Regions from separate parts of the Hordeum vulgare genome. Here region 1 is linked to region 2. The links are chromatin contacts, called in public Hi-C maps. All regions are on one chromosome and are shown on one strand. Each heading gives the region's core, a stretch centred on a gene start, on an enhancer-like site or on the middle of the called end of the contact. The rest is flanking DNA. Distances are from core to core; before and after follow the strand shown. Region 1 holds the start of LOC123426006 (importin subunit alpha-1b). Region 2 holds the start of LOC123425998 (GATA zinc finger domain-containing protein 6-like).

The links. Hi-C and Micro-C count contacts between places; a contact is called where the count stands out from the background.
Region 1: a contact with region 2 is called in a Hi-C map of seedling, with 5 times the contacts expected there. The contact joins the promoter of LOC123426006 here to the promoter of LOC123425998 in region 2. A contact is called at or near these places in 4 of 6 Hi-C or Micro-C datasets (leaf and seedling) and 1 of 1 datasets of contacts at active chromatin or transcription factors (embryo).

Annotation. Positions count from the first base shown.
Region 1 is chr1H:93,941,120-93,944,714 of MorexV3_pseudomolecules_assembly, forward strand. LOC123426006 (importin subunit alpha-1b) reads right to left here and starts at 2,306. Exons shown (of 11, transcript XM_045109787.1): 1 at 1,973-2,306; 2 at 1,771-1,867; 3 at 1,085-1,176; 4 at 859-990; 5 at 587-772; 6 at 340-503; 7 at 179-257. The coding sequence starts at 2,200.
Region 2 is chr1H:93,476,355-93,479,928 of MorexV3_pseudomolecules_assembly, forward strand. It overlaps LOC123425998 (GATA zinc finger domain-containing protein 6-like), which reads right to left and starts at 2,109. Exons shown (of 3, transcript XM_045109777.1): 1 at 1,881-2,109; 2 at 1,676-1,780; 3 at 59-918. The coding sequence starts at 1,901. The coding sequence ends at 577.

The DNA of each region.
Region 1 (3,595 bases), core at 1,056-3,555, 460 kb after region 2:
GTTAATTTTATCACTTTTATGAGCTGTTAGTTATTTTAAAAATTATAGACATTGAGCACACACAGTTAAATACCCAAGGTACTACTAACTACCGCATAGACAACCGGGAATTACAGCTTTAATCATTGAAGTAACAGCAGGTCATATATAAAAGAGAGCGGCACTCAAATAAGCTTACCTGAGTCTGCAAATCATCACCAGTGACGATGTTACCCACCGTGCGCAGAGCTGGAATGAGAACAGAAGCCGAAGGGTGCCTAAAAAAATTAATAGGAGTTAGCACATCAACCATGTGTATGTGTAGCCGAGGGAAAAGGTGAACATGAAAAATGCTCTTACAAGAGAAGCTCCACAAGCCGAGGAAAAACGCCAGATTCAATCACAGATTGGATCTTGTCATTAGTTCCATCAGACAGGTACGAGAGAGCCCAGCAGGCATCAGTGAGCACCTCCTCGTCCTGAGAGTGGATAAGGCGCTGCAGTGCTGAGAGAGCCGGTTTGACCTGCCCAGGCGCAAACATATCAACTCATAAGCATCATTTTTTACAGCAAATTCAATCAATGAGAGAACTTCCCAGAATTAAACCTGTTCAAAGTTTGGCTGTGGTTTCCCACGGCAGAAGTTGGAGAGTGTCCATGTGGCATTCCTGAGCATTGAGAGCTTGGCATGCTCATTGAGCTGCTGCAACAATGGGTACAGTCCACCACTTCCAAGCACAAGGTCACGGCACTTTGGAGAGTCACCGGCAACATTCCCCAGAGCCCAAACAGCCTAAAAATAGAAATATGAGACATACAACATTAGCATAATGCCGTAAAGCCTCTGAAAGTAAAAATTCTCCTGAGTTGTTCTCATGCCTGTTCGCGGACATCCTCACTAGGAGAGCTGAGTAGCTTGACAAAGATGGGCACAGCACCGAACTCAACAACCACTTTGGTGTTGTCTGATGTGCCTGACGCGATGTTGGTGAGCGCCCATGCGGCCTCAAACTGTAACAGAAAAAAAATAGGTAAACATGTGCCACTTTTTAAGTGATTAAATGCAACTACAATCAAATTAACATAACATTAGGATTGTTGTCACCTGGAGTTGGGGATAGTCCTCCCGTGTGAGGAACTCAATGAAGCGAGGCACCACGCCTGTGTTGATCACTTCCTCAATTGGAGGGCTTCGTTCTACAAACATTGAGCAACATATCAGCAGGTGAACTTGACACAATTTTGAATTAGAAGCAGGTACGACCTTTTCTCAAACAAAAAAAATGAACTGATTGTAAATTAATCAGTGTTGAACATTTAACAGATGGTGTATGCCAAAAAAACAAGCATCCATTGTTTCCCTAGTTATTATTGTCATAAGCATTGCAGGATCACGTTATTGAAACAATGTTACCTAGATCAACAAACAGTTGACTCAAAAGATCAGCAGAAAATTGATTTAAAAAGGCAACAGTTAGATCGATCACTATGAGTAGTAGTAACATTAGATACGGTGCAGGAGCATCCAAAAGATGAATGGAATTGACATGTTCAGTGAATTTCAAATCTCAGAAAGTGGCATGGGGACAAGTAATTGAGTTGCCCCCACCTAATACACAAGTATACAAGACCTATACGCGTTGTTTAGCCACGAGCGAATCTAGAACTGGTGGACCTCTCGCGTTATTAATCCACGATTTCGCCAGAAACAATCCTAATTTCATCCCGTATAGTTCAACTAGGGCAAAAATAATCTCGAGAGACATCAGCAGATGTAAATTCAAGTCTCACCGATGGAGAGCAGCTTCCGGAACTGGGTGGTGGCCTCGAGCTGCACGGTGTTGTCGTCCGAGAGAACCGCCTGCACCATCGCCGGCAAGCCCTCCAGCTGCACGCGAACACAGATCCGAACTGGTCAGATCGAGAATCCCCAACCCGAGCCCTGACGAATAGGTCAGATCGAGAGAGGAAAAACGAGCCACGGGGTGCGTACCTTCTGCTGGAGAGCCGAGGAGTGGCCCATCTGCGGCGCGCCGCCGGCGGCGGACGCGGCGCCGGCCGGGAACCCGTCGCGGCGCTTCTTCTGAAGGTTGGCGTCGCGCTGGTTCTTCCGGATCTCCACCATCTGATCCTCCCGCCTGCGCCGCCCGTCCTCCGCATCGACGGACGCCTTGTAACGGCTGCGCCGCACCTCGGCCCGCTCGTTGGGCCGCAGCGACATCGTCGGAGAACCCTCGAACGAAACCCTAGGGGGGAGTGGGGGGGTGCGCACGCACGATGCGGTTGGGCTCGATTCGAAAAGGGGGAACGGGAGGGGGAGATGTGTGGGCGAGGTGGGGTGCTTTTATAGGTGCTCAAGGGGAGGCACCGAAGGAAAAGTTGGGAGTATGACGGTGGTTGAGAGCTGGATGTACACGGTATCGCAAGGGTACATATGGAAATAGTTGTGCATATTTGAATTTTGAATGTCCGGAGTACTTGGCTCGCAAGTTTGCGGTACTATTTGTTCTTTTTATGACGGTTACGGGTACTTGCTGGTTTTGCGGGGATTCTAACTCACCACATGCTCCAATTTTCTTTCAACGGCATTAACATCAAAACCTAAAATTCAAATGATTTGTCTCTCAAGCTATTAACTTGAGTCATGATATGTTTTTCTAGTTGAGCTTGCACAAGTGCTTCAAAATGGATACCTATGTTCCAAAGTACTCCATCCGTCCGGAAATACTTGTCGAGAAATGAATGTACTACTAATATATTTGGTTATACGTGATTCAACCCCGCAAAAAAGTTATAAGTATAACAATTGTTGGCACGAGAGAGGGGAGCTAAGGCGATCGCAAAACCCTAGCCACCTCCCACCGCCTAACCCTCTCGTCGTTGGCGACCAAAGCCTAAGCGGCTCCGACACCGACGTGGAGGACCGATCCAGGGGTGGCTTGTTGGGGATAAGGATGGCAATGGGTATGGTATGAGCAGGGTAGAGCAATACCATACACATACTCGTATGGTTAATGAGTATAAAATTCTACCCATACCTATACCCACGGATATAAAACTTTATCCATACCCATACCTGACGATTACCTGTGCCCATTGGATACCCAACGGGTAGAACAAATAGTACACAAATTGTTCCCAATTTTACACTCACTAATAGCACATTTGACACAAAATTGAATTATCTTGGCTCGACAAGAGGTAGATGAGTACATGACCATGAGCAAAACTGAAAAACCACAACATACTCATAAGTTAATAGGAGTAGATGAGTCACATGACAAATTAGTGATTAATTGGCGATAACATAACATTACTTCACAAATGGGTAGGGTATGGGCATACCCATGGGTACGAGGCTATACCCGTACCCTACCCATGATTTAATAGGAAGGGTATGGGTACTACCCATGGGTATAAAAGTGTGCTCATACCCTGCCCATGTGGGTACGATACCCACGGGTACCCGTACCCATGGGTAAAATTGCCATCCTTAGTTGGGGACAGCTTTGAAGACTTGGTTGTTGTTGTTGGAGAAGGGGGTGAGGGCTTGAATCTCTGTCAGGCGGTGCCCGACGGTGGTGTTGGTGAATCCGGAGGTGGGCGAAAGAATCCA
Region 2 (3,574 bases), core at 859-3,358:
ATCAGAGCATCAATCAGCGTAAGAAACGCAATTTTTGTCTTGATTTGCACTGATTGAATTGAAACGAATGAATCATTTTTATTGATTTGATCCTTATTACACATGAAGGATGGCAATGCTTGCTTTTGATCCTTCTCAACTAACAATGGAAACAAAACACATACATTGAAATAAACAGAAAAAAGGGGAACAAGATGAATCAGGGGTAAAATTAAAACAAACTCTGGACTAATCACAGTTGAGCCTACCACGACGAACAACATACAGCCACTGACCAGTTTTTTCCCTCTCCGGAGCAAACATTTCCCCCCCAGAGCATCTTCCCTTTCGGTCTCGAATGCGACACACTGACACGATCCAAGACCTACGGCACAGGTGGATCCAAATACAAAATCCAGCCCCCCCACATCACATCGACATGATCAACCCGAAAGAGACATCATTTCCCTGCTGCTCCATCTTGATAACCCATCTAAGAAATCTGTATGACTGGTTTGGAATCACTGGGTGGTCTGTTTAGGCTGCCTTGTATATCATGTATGTATGTACACGGCGCACCAATGGTGGGGGGGTCCGTCAGCCATGCAGTAGTGGGGGTGTAGATGAGGAGGACAAGGCCATGAGCAAGAATGCAGCCTCCTCCACTCCCATTGAGACCCTCCTTTTTTTCTTCACCACTTGGAGGTTGCTGCTTTTGCTGTTGCTACTGCTGCTGCTGTCTTTTACTGCACTTGTTGCCTCTGCGTTATCTTCTCGTTGCTGTTGTTGTTCTTGTTGTTGTTGATGCTGTTGTTGTTGGTTCTGCTGTTGATGTTGTTGTTGTTGTTGGTTCTCCTGCTGGTTCTGCTGCTTGTTGTCGAGACCTAGCTCTTGCCTCCTCTTCTTCCTGTACCGGATCCCGCAGGCGTTGCAAAGCGTCTACAATCAAAATGAAAAATGTTGAATGCACATTCAGTTTTAATTCTTTTGCCAAACCAGGACCACAGTATGGGCCACTAACTCCATTGTTACTTTTCAGATCAGAGAAACATATCAGTTTTGCCAGCGAAAAAAGAGATATTACTGGTTGATGGGTGCATGGCTCAGTGCCACAATGAAGTGAAAAACTATCATGGTGATAAGGATATCCCTTAAAGAATTGGCCCAACCAATAGAAAACAACCAGAGAAAAGCTGGACCCTTTTTAAATATCCCATGCCACTTGGGAATATTAGGGGGGATTGGAGGTTAGCACTGTTGCAAGGAACAGCTCACCTAACCTCCAAATGGAATCAAAACTGAGTACACACTGATTCTCTTTTTTTTTTCCTTTGCCGTAGGACTTTATCCAAAGCTCCAAACTCTGATTAGAACAATCATCACCATATCTTTTTTTCTTTGATAAAATTCGCCGCCATATCTTATGATCTACCTCTCCCACACACACACACCCGGATTAAAATCGCCACCCTATCTTATGATCTTACTCTGCCAAAACTAGAGACGCTAATTATTCCTAGCATGATCGCTCTACGAACAGCTTGAACGATACAATCAAGAATCAATCACACGATCGCAGTATGAACCGCGAGAAGTGTGGTGATCAGGCCATGGTTGACACGGCCGATCACCTCCCACACAGGCCACAAGCACAAACAAGAAAGGAAGAAAAAGAGGGGAGAAGTGGGGAACTCACCCTCGGCCCCGTCGGCCCGCTGCGCCACATGGGAGTGGTGGTGGTGCGGCATTCGACACAGCACATCCTCCCTCCCTCCGCCACCGCCGGAGCGACCCCGATCACCTGAGGAGGACGATGCACAAGCCCGGAACACATCAGCAGCCACGGAGCAAGAAGATCTTTATTTCTTCCAATTAGAAGACGGCCGGGCAGAGAGACGAACCTTGTGGTGAGACGAATCCATCGGCGGCGCTGGACGGATGGTCTGCTCGGCAGTGATCTTGGTCGGAGATGAGGGTGTCGTGCTGGGTTTGCTCTGCTCTTTTCTCTTGAAGAAGCGTATGTGGGAGGAGAGGGAGTAGTTGGGGAGGGAGGGGGAGAAGAGATGGCAACCAAGGCTAGGCTGCAAGTTTTGTTTTTGATCTCTGGCTAGGCTGCAAGTTGGCCAGGTACTTGTACCAGTTCCCTCCTTATCTTGTAGCCCCTTGTATTAATATGCACTTAGTCCCCTTATCCATTGCGCAACAAGGGCGAAAACGGAGCAAAAACTCCCCCGTTTCCGATAAATATGAAATAGACGGTTTCGTAACGGATTGCGGCAGAGCAAAAAATGAATGCTCGACATTTTTAGCCGAGCATGAAAGTATGTTATTTTATGATGAATAAGTTCAAGAATAAGTTCGATATATGTGGGAATAACACACATTGTATAGTAGCTCACTGCTCATGTCTCTTCTTATCAGCTAAAGTTGCTATAATTACTTACATATTGATATTTGTTGATAACATCGTAGCAACAACATAGTTGAAAGTTTCATCAGATTCCATCAAAATCCTGGTATAGATCATAAACATACAATCCTAACACTAAATTTTTGTTACGTAATATTGGAGCGGAAATGAATGCTCTGCCCTTTTTGTAGGAGTAAGAAACATGTGGTTTGACTATATGTATAAGTCCACACGTGGCTCGACCCTTATCTAGTTTGCTCACCGCTTTCTGCCCCTCCTTATCTGTTGATGTTGGTGTTAATGTGTGTTAATGCGTTTCCATCTTTTTATTTTGTTATTGTTCATAGTAAGGTGAAAATCAAACTCATAGTTGCCTATTTTTCAAATAAAAATGCATTATCTTGTTTGATAGCCGTTGTTTCTCCATCCTTATCTGCCGGCGTCGGTGTTAATGGATTACATCTTTTTCTTATTGTTATTATTGCTAGTACGATAAAAATCAAACTCATAGTTCCATGTTTTTCAAATAAAAATCATTATCTAGTTTGCTCACCGCCTTTTGTCCCTCCTTATTTGCTGACGTTGGTGATGCGGTTCCGCCTTTTCGTTCTTTTTATTACTACTAAGGCGTAAATCAAACTCATATTTCCCTTATTTCAAACCCTTCAATGTAATGGCTATGTTATGTTAGATAGTATTTAAGCCTGTCATTTGCATACCTGATCTTGTAACCTTAAATCCATGTTCCTTACAATCCTAGCATGATTAAGAGTTGATTTATCTATAACTCGTTCTTAGCCCCTACCTATTATGCCTCACTACCCTTCATGTCACTCGGTGAGGACACCGCAAGATTGAACCCACTACTTTCACTCAACATCGATAGATCAACTTGGACAAGGAAAATCTATAGATCAGAAACTATTACATATCTATATAAATCACACATAAAGGAATCTAGAGAGTATTCAATTAAGAATTCAGAAACGATTCAATTACTTTCAATGAATAATCTGATCATAAACCCACTATTCATCGGATTTCAACAAACACACCGCACAAAAACATTACATCAATAGATCTCCAAAGAGAACATGGTGTTAAAGATCAAAGAGAAAGAAGAAGCCATCTAGCTAACCACTATGGACATGTAGGTCTGTGGTAGACTACTCACACATCATCATG